2 separate regions of the Ovis aries genome follow, and region 1 is linked to region 2. Evidence: chromatin contacts called from public Hi-C data. All regions are on one chromosome and are shown on one strand. Each heading gives the region's core, a stretch centred on a gene start, on an enhancer-like site or on the middle of the called end of the contact. The rest is flanking DNA. Distances are from core to core; before and after follow the strand shown. Region 1 overlaps NDFIP2 (Nedd4 family interacting protein 2). Region 2 has its middle 34 kb from the start of RBM26.

Region 1 (4,645 bases), core at 1,428-3,927, 90 kb after region 2:
ACCCTTATTAACATTGCTGCAGTGAATTGTCTTCAATACATCATTTCTTACAGGTGATTTTCAAGAGCTGGAGTTACTGTGTCAAAGGATGTATACATTTTAATTTTTGATAGATGTTGCCAGACTGCCAACCCTGGAGTTTGTATCAGAGTTCACTGTTGATTATGAAAAATCCTTTCTCACTTTGCACTAAGGTAGCAGTGTCATATCTTTCTTTTGTGGTACCATTTTCATTGATTCAGTGTTACTCAGTTTTTATCCATTTTGTGTTCTCTTTCAAAGTTTCTCTTTTTAAGGGTGCCCATGGAAACTAAGAATTACTGACATTTTTTGAGTACTTATTACATGCCAGAGGTCGTATCATCTCAACCCTTTTGCTTATATATTACATTGAGGACATTAGACTTTATTTAAATTTTTGCCTTTTCACTTAAGATAATAAAGTTGTAATTAGTTTAGTGAACTATTCTAATGATGAATTTTTTACAGATTCAAGAGGAAGAGTGTCCACCAAGAGATGACTTCAATGACGCAGACCAGCTCAGAGTGGGTAATGATGGGATTTTCATGCTGGCATTTTTCAGTAAGTAATATTTCATCTCCAGACCTTTTTCTTGCAGGTGTTAGTTGTGTGTGTATTTAAAGTAAAGTGGACAGTGAAGGAAGACAAGTATTGTCAGTGTGTGTGACATTGTTTAAAATGTAAATTGCTCTTGATATTGAACTAACTGTGATCATATGTTATGATGCAAGTCCTTGAGTTTGTTCAGCACCTACCAGGTAACTTTATATTGCAGTTATGATGCTAGATGCTTACTGTATAGAGATACATATAAGCATATTGAAAGCTAGATATGTTTTTGTATGTGAAATTCTACATGTCCATTTGGGGCCATAGGAATATGTATAATGAAATGGTAAATTCTGTTTTTGGAGCAGAGAACATCCACTTGAGTGTCTTTAAACAGGAGGTAATCTGGGCAAATGGGACAATGTGATTTGAGACACAGAAATAGGAGTTTGTCCTATTTGTGGAGAATGGTGAATCACTAGAAGACCAGAAACCTGAGGAATAGTTATTTTAACGTTTTGCAACATTCTTAATTTAGCATTGGACTTTATAAAGTAGATTATGCTTTAAGAAGACTTCGGTATAGTCTTCATTATTTCAATTCCTAACTCAGGGATTGGCACATAGTACACTCAGTAAATAATAATGTGACACTCAAACTGTTTAAATTGCTAAAGTAATTCTTAGAAACCCAGTATTCAAGTAAGTAAATTTATCAAGATTATGATAGGGTTAATTTTTGCCCTCAACTAGTTAAGTGATCAAGCTTTCATACCTTCTTTGATAGCATATTGACTTAATGTATTTCAACTGTATAGTTAATTTTGATAATAAAACTGAGGAATTGTTTTACTTAAAGTACCACATTCAACTTTAATAATAGGCAGTATAGAAAATACATACTTCCCGAGTTGAGTTACTTCTGAGTCTAAAAATTCAGTTACCTTTTCCTCCATTTTGAAATGGTTTCTTGCTTCTTTTCTTTCTTTCATTTCATCTGCTGAAGAATAGAAGTATCAGAAGTATGTGGATGGATATGCAGGCAGTTATATTTTCCTCTTCAAATTTACTAAATTATATGCAGGTTGGCAATCAGATAATGTGTATGTAATATTTATATCTTGTGGTTTTCGTTACAATTTGTCATTAGATATGTTAAGTAAGGGACTTCCCTGGTGGCTCAAACGGTAAAGAATCTGCCTGCGATACAGGAGCCCTGGGTTTGATCCCTGGGTTGGGAAGATCCCCTGGAAGGGAACAGCTGCCCCACTCCAGTATTCTTGCCTGGAGACTTTCATGGACAGAGGAGCCTGGTGGACTACAGTCCATGGGCTGCAAAGAGTTGGACGCGACTGAGTGGCTAATGCACACATGCTTATATGATGAAAAGGAAAGTCACACTTTGGCTGCAAAATAATTCTTCTTTGTTCTATTAGTCTATTAGTACTATTGTACTATAAACCTTAACTTTTTTCTTAGTTCAACTGGTAATTCTTTATATTAATAACAGGATTCCCACATATTTTCTTTACAAAAAGAGTAGCGTAAACATTAATTCCTTTCATGGTTGTCTTTTAAGAAATCTTAATTGGTAAAGGAAGAATTTAAATTTATTGTAGTTATTTGTAGTATAAATACCTCTTTCTTAGAAATAAAAACATGTTATTTGACACCATCTAATTATTTGACTCTAGCTTAGTTATCATCTCTGCGTTTCTGTATTTCACTTAACTGTGCTATCTTCTTCTCAATCTGTGTTTTTACGTCTGAAAGCATTTTACTGATACACCAGTGTTGTAAATGCACAGTAATCTAGGCACTTGGTTGCCTCTGTTTTTGGTCAGTGGTGGTATATTAATTGATATGAATGTAAATGTTTACATTTAATGTGTTAATGTGAATTATCTGCTTATTATTACAGTTTTATTAAATTAAGTTTCTACAATTTATATCTTTATGCTTCCTATTAGAATAGGAACCTTTGTAGACAAATATTGCACTGATATTATAAGAGTAAGATTATATAAATTGTCACCTTCATTTAGGGATACATTTCTTTGGGTAAAGGCTATAGGCCAGTGCTTCAGATTTATTTGTAGTCACTGCCATCTAGTGGCTATCTACAAATTGCAACGTGCTACATTTTCCACGTAGTAAGCAATACAGTAGCCATGCAAGGGCTAGCTACTCGGGTATTCCATTACCCCACTCCAGTACTCTTGCCTGGAATATCCCACAGACAGAGGTGCCTAGTAGGCTACAGTCCCTGAGGTCGCGAAGAGTCAGACATGACTGAGCAACTTTACTTTCACTTTTCACTTTCATGCACTGGAAAAGAACATGACAACCCACTCCAGTATTCTTGCCTGGAGAATCCCAGGGACAGAGGAGCCTGGTAGGCTGCCGTCTATGGGGTCGCACAGAGTCGGACACCACTGAAGCGACTTAGCAGCAGCAGCAGCAGCTAGTTGAGCATGACTTAGCGACTAAACAGCAACAAGCTGTTGTTTAGATTCTCTTCTGCTGTCTAAGGTCTGGAAATAGATTTTCTTTAACATGGTTTATAATTTAAACATTTCAGATTATATAAGTTGTACAAATAAAACTGTAGTGATTTTCAGTAAGAATATTTCAATTTAAACCTTTTGTTGGTTTAATTTTACTTTCTCTGTTTTCACCATCCACAATTCAGTCTCTTCCTACATGTTACCTTAAAGTTTACACATAAATTTGGTAAGATAGTTGCTTGCTCATGTTCAGAAAATGTAAAGAAAGAAATGTGTATATCCCCTGATGATGCTTTGCTTCTTGTAAATCCTTTGAAGGATTATATAAGGCATCCTCCAAAATGCCTTATATATGCCTTATCTCCTTGTGTCACCGGGGCTTCCCTGGTGGCTCAGAGGTTAAAGCGTCTGCCTCCAATGCGGGAGACCTGAGTTCGATCCCTGGGTCAGGAAGATCCCCTGGAGAAGGAAATGGTAACCCACTCTAGTATTTTTGCCTGGAGAGTCCCATGGATGGAGAAGCCTGGTAGGCTATATACAGTCCATGGGGTCTCAAAGAGTCTGACACGACTGAGCGACTTCACTATTCCTTATGTCTGAGCCGATTTTTAACAGACTTTCTCTCAAAGGGAATGAAATAGAAGTCAGGTATACTTCTGTTAGTTAAAAGCTAGAAATTAAAGTTTGGTTCATTGGATAAGTGACATTCTGTGGAAATTACCTTGAACTCTAGTGCTTAAAAACATAATCTGTATTCTGCTTAGAAAACTCTTCTGAGGTTTATCCTTTTGTACCATGTGTGAGTCTTCATATCAGCATGCTGTCATAATAATTAATCACTTGCATTATTCCCATTTTAGACTTGAGGGAAACATGGTTAAAGAGATACTAGGTTGTTCGTAATTTGGGCTTCCCTGGTGGCTCAGACGGTAAAGAGTCTGCCTGCAGTGCTGGAGACCCGGGTTCAACCACTGGATCATGAGGATCCCCTGGAGAAGGAAATGGCAACCCACTCCAGTATCCTTGCCTGGAAAATCCCATGGATGGAGGAGCCTGGCAAGCTACCGTCTATGGGATTGCAAAGAGTCGCACACGGCTGGGCTACTTCACTTTCACTTTCAAGTAAGTTTAAAAAGAATTAGAAAGGTGTTTTGAAATGTGAATTCTGATTTGTAAGAAATTCTTCCAGTTCCATTCTGCATTCCCGCCAGCGGTGAATGAGTGTTCCTATTGCTCCATCCTCATCAGCATTTGGTGAAGTGAAGTGAAGTTGCTCAGTCATGTCTGACTCTTTGCGACCCATGGACTGTAGCCCACCATGCTCCTCTGTCCATGGGATTCTCCAGGCAAGAATACTGGAGTGGGTTGCTATTTCCTTCTCCAGGGTATCTTCCTGACCCAGGGATTGAACCCAGGTCTCCCACATTGCAGGCAGACGCTTTAACCTCTGCACCACCAGGGGGTACTGAAGAGTTTAAAAAATTTTAGAAATTTAATAGTTGTGTGGTGGTATCTAGTTGTGGTCTAATTTGCATTTCCCCAATGATTAGTGATATTGAACATCTTT
Region 2 (4,917 bases), core at 955-3,454:
TATGTATCAACATTTCTCCCAACTTTCAATTATACTTTGACTTTTTCTATGGTTTTCTTGTCATACAAAATTTTAAAATTTATGTAGTCAAATTTATTATTTTCTTATTGCTTTTGGATTTTGAGTCATGATTTGAAAGTCTTTCATTGCATGGAGGTTGAAGAGGACTTCATCTATTTTCCCTTTAGTACTTTCATGTTTTTTTAAAATTTATGCATAAATTCCTAATTTATTTGGAGTTTGTTTTTGTTTATGTGTGAGATATTAATCTAATTTTATCTTTCTACAAACAGTTGTCCCAGCACCACATACTAAAAAGTCTATCTTTAACCCAGAGATTTGAATAAGCACCTTTCTCATGTACTAAATTTTCATAAATATTTGGATCTAATTTTGGCTAGTCTGTTATATTTCACTGGCTTGTTTGTCTATTCACGTGCCAGTCCCACATTGCTTTAATTATGATGGATTTGTATGCACTATGTTTTAATAATTGGTAGGGCTAATTCCTGGGGTTCCCAGGTGGCACTAGTGGTAAAGAATTTGCCTGCCAAAGCAGGAGATGGAAGAGATGCAGGTTCAGTCCCTAGGTCGGGAAGATCCCCTGGAGGAGTGCACGGCAAGCCACTCCAGTATTCTTGCCTGGAGAATTCCATGGACAGAGGAGCCTGGTGGGCTGCAGTCCATGGAATCTCACAGAGTCAGGCATGACTGCAGTGACTTAGCATGCGTGCACGCAGGGCTAGCTCCCTGCTACTGTTTCCTTTTTCAGGGGTTCCTGGCTACTCTTGCTGTTTATTTTTCTATATGAACTTCAGTATCAGGTTGTATATCTCCACAAGAGCTTACTAGTATTTAATCTTGTTAAATTAAGTCCCAAATTTAGGGTCTAAATATTTTAATATCCTAACTCATTCAATTTATTCTATATCCCTTCCAGTTTTATTTCATCATAGGTTTGTTGAAATAAATCTCCAGTCATACCCACTCTAATCATATCATGATCCATGCCACTTACCACTGTGTGATACAGTAGTGGGCCAAGAATACTCTTCTCTATTGATACATTAGACCTGTCCTTCTCAGGTAACACTGACCAGCGAATCTTTTGAAAATGGGTGTTCAACTATTTTCTAATCCAAACCATCCATTTAATCTGTATTTCCCTAAATGTTTCACAGCATTTGTCAAATGTTCTACTATGGTTCAAGCCACACTTGATCTAAGCCATTCTCACTTTTTGCTCTAAAAACAAACATTTAAAAAGTCCTCTCTTTTAGGAAAATGTGTGAAGCCAGAGGCCTAGAAGCAGTTGGCCTAACTGATTAGTACATGTATTGGGCTGGCCAAAGAGTTTGTATGGGTGTTTTCATAGGATGTTATGGAAAAATCTGAATGAACTTTTTGGCCAATCCACCAAAAATTCAATTATAGTTCCAGTTTGGGAGAAAAAAACTACCTTGAAGACAAGGAGTCTGTCTTAGGGAATACATTTATCCAAATACTTTGAATCAGAGACTTGTATGGGACTCTACTCCCCTACATAGTAGTAGAGACCACGAGGTAGAAGCAGGAGCAGCTTCTCTCTCTGGTCTGCCTAGTAACCCACTTACAGAATCTTTACTTTCTGTGCTAGCAGTTTTCAGCCCCACTGGTTTGGGAGTCTTAGTTCTCAGGAAAGAATGATTCTACCAGAAGACAAAATAATGATTCTATTGGATTGAAAGATAAGATTTCCACCTTGTCATTCAAAGGAGACAGGAAGAAAAAAAAGGCACTCAACTGGCTGGTATAAGTGATCTCAATTCCTCAAGGGAAGTTGAGTTGCTACCACACATAGAGGCAAAGAATACTATATCTGGGATCCAGGAAATTCTTTGAGGTTCATTACTTGATGGCTCAGATGGTAAAGAATCTGCCTGCAATGTGGGAGACCCAGGTTCGATACCTGGGTTGGGGAGATCGCCGGAGAAGAGAAAGGCTACCCACTCCAGTATTCTTGCCTGGAGAATTTGATGGATAGAGGACCCTATGGGGTACAGTGACCCCCAGGGGGTCACAAAGAGTCAGACATGACTTAGCGACTGAACAACAATAAAGGGAATGTTAGAGTTTGCCAGTAGGGGGCGCTGGTGTGCCCCTCTAGGCAATAGCCTTAGTAGGGCACTTCCCTTCCTTTCCTTCCTAGCCTACTGTGCAGAGAAGCTCAGTCATATCTCGAGGCCGTGATCTCCCTACCACATGCCTGAACAGCTCTGCTCTGACCTGCTTTCACCTTCTGGCAAATGATGTATCACTTCCAGCCCCTCACCACCTCCAGCAATGGTGGGGTCCTTCCACAGACCAGTGCCAGCCTGTACTCAGACCACTTATTGGGCTGCATGGCAGGCTGTGCCACTATAGTACCTGCCTTCTCTCTGAAAAGGCTCAAATCTTAGCCTGGAGTGGTGGCAGTTGGGGGTAGGGGAAGATCTCTCGGTACTTAGTTCCTTTACTGTCTGTTTTCACAGCTTACAGATATTAGCTTTATTTTTTTTTTGCATCCAACATTGCTGGACTCCTTTTACTCAGTTTAGTAGTCGACCACTTTCTATTATCTAACAATTCTTTACATTGAACTTTTCCTGTTTAAATAATTGGTGTGGTTTCTGTCTCACAGCTAGACCCTGACTCATAAACCCATTGAGAAGAAAATCATTTATTTTTTTCATCAAGTAAATTGCCTTTTGCTCATTGGATTTACTAAGGTAGGAATGAATGTCCTAAAATAGATTACATTTTGTTTTACAGAGTACTTTCTGTTCTCTAAGCTCCTGTCCCCAAAATGAAGAGGATATGCTATGGAACCTGATGTTATCTATTATGAAATACACAATAGGAACCTTTGTGCTTGACTAAGTGTTAAAGTTCTGTGAAGCATTGTTGTAAATAATTGCCTAGAGTCACTATATAATAACTAGAGTGAAAATTGATGATGGTTCATAAATTGTATCAGTTGGTACAAATGAGTCAGCAGCAAGTTCACTAAGTTTTCTCTTTTTAGGTCTTTTATTTTCAGCGCTATAAAAAGCTCATTGTAACTCTCAGTGGTTAGAAAAAAATGACATTCTCTGCGGCAGATCCTTTTAACAAAACAGTTTGTGACTGATCTTGAAATCTAAAACGCAATGCAAAAACTGGGGATAGCTTTTTTAAAGAAAAAACCTTTAATATCTAACAGTCAAGACAAACTGGGCCCTGAAATTAGGCTGAGTTCCCTGCTCCCATTAAAGCAAGCTGTGAACTCTAGCTGACATTCCAGGAAAGTGTTTCTGAAGCTTTAATTGGTCCAGTATCACCTGGTGGGCTTGTTAAGACACAGATTGCTGGATCCCAGTCAGAGTTTCTGATTCAATACATCTGGGGCATGAACTGGGGATCTGCATTTCTAACCCATTCTCATGTGCAGTAAGAGAAGGGAGCAACAAAGGATAAGATGGTTGGATGGCAACATTGACTCAATGGACATGAGTTTGAGCAAGCTCCAGGAGACAGTGAAGGACAGGGAAGCCTGGCATGCTGCAGGCCAAGGGGTCGCAGAGAGTTGGACATGACTGAGCAACCGAACAACAACTCAGGACTTACTTCCTATTTTCTCCCATTGTTAATCATATTTCTCTCCCTTTCCTCTGATTTAATCCCAAACTGTTCACATGTTAGTATCCTGAGATTCATGTTTTGGTGCAATTTCTGTACCTCTTCATCTTTGTTGTTTAGTTGCTAGGTTGTGTCCCCATGGACTGTAGCCTGTCAAGCTCCTCTGTCCTTGGGGTTTCCCAGGCAAGAATACTAGGGTGGGTTGCCATTTCCTTCTCCGGGGGATTTTCTGAACCCAGGGATCGAACCTGTGTCTTCTGCATTGGCAGGCACTTTCTTTATCACTGAGTCACCTAGGAAGCCCAACACTTGATCTGACATTTTTAAAACTTGGCACTTTTTTTTTTTTCTCTCTTTTTGTTTCCTTAATCATCTGGCTTTAACGTCTCCTATTGCCAGAGCCTTCCCACTGCAGGTTGCTACTGCTGCTAAGTCGCTTCAGTCGTGTCCGACTCTGTGGGACCCCATAGACGGCAGCCCAGTAGGCTCCCCTGTCCCTGGGATTCTCCAGGCAAGAATACTAGAGTGGGTTGCCATTTCCTTCTCCAATGCATGAAAGTGAAAAGTGAAAGTGAAGTTGCTCAGTAGTGCCGAACTCTTAGTGACCCCATGGACTGCAGCCTACCAGGCTCCTCCATCCATGGGATTTTCCAGGCAAGAGCACTGGAGTGGGTTGCCATTGCCTTCTCTGCCCATTGCAGGTTAGGTTATTCTAAATTCATTTCAGCCCTTCAGCCAGTGCCCCTCTTCTCCTTCCCTCCTCTCCCCCTCTTTTAAGCCCACAGACAAATTTCTCTACTGCCAGTAATGAATGGTATGCATGGGATTTGGAGAGATGAGTTTAGGATGTATTGATCTTTTCAAGTGAATCCATGCTGGAAACTAGAAGGGCATGAAGCAATCTTTAATAATCCAATTTAAAATCTTCTGTGGGATCAACCGTTTAAGAAATTTGTAGCATAATCCTCTTATCTCTTCTGAATGTGATGTAATCTTTATTTTACTCCTGCTCTGAATCCATCTTTCACAGTCCCTCAAGCACCACAAATACAAAGGCAAGTTCTTATTCACATTTCTTGGCCTTTCTTATCCTGCCTTGTCTACCTGTACTGTTCTGTGCTTCTCTGAGATCCATCTCATGCATTGCCTTTTCTGGGAATCCTTCCTAATCTCCTCCCATAGGTATAGCTAATCTGTAACTATTTATCACACAACGGATATGGAATTTACTTAAGTGAGGAGACTTTACTGCATGTAGATTGCAGACACGTTTGCAACCTC

Evidence for each region. Hi-C and Micro-C count contacts between places; a contact is called where the count stands out from the background.
Region 1: a contact with region 2 is called in a Hi-C map of liver, with 5 times the contacts expected there. The contact joins two enhancer-like sites. A contact is called at or near these places in 9 of 16 Hi-C or Micro-C datasets (blood, liver, mesenteric adipose tissue and 3 more).

The regions. Positions count from the first base shown.
Region 1 is chr10:55,241,079-55,245,723 of ARS-UI_Ramb_v3.0, forward strand. NDFIP2 (Nedd4 family interacting protein 2) reads left to right here. Exons shown (of 7, transcript XM_060394199.1): 4 at 490-583. Among named protein-coding and RNA genes, the nearest start is that of NDFIP2, 52 kb to the left of the region's middle. Within about 2 kb of position 2,678, at least 1 of the 54 cell types and tissues checked has an H3K27ac peak or open chromatin away from gene starts, as enhancers often do.
Region 2 is chr10:55,151,552-55,156,468 of ARS-UI_Ramb_v3.0, forward strand. No RefSeq gene overlaps it. Among named protein-coding and RNA genes, the nearest start is that of RBM26, 34 kb to the left of the region's middle. Within about 2 kb of position 2,205, at least 7 of the 54 cell types and tissues checked have an H3K27ac peak or open chromatin away from gene starts, as enhancers often do.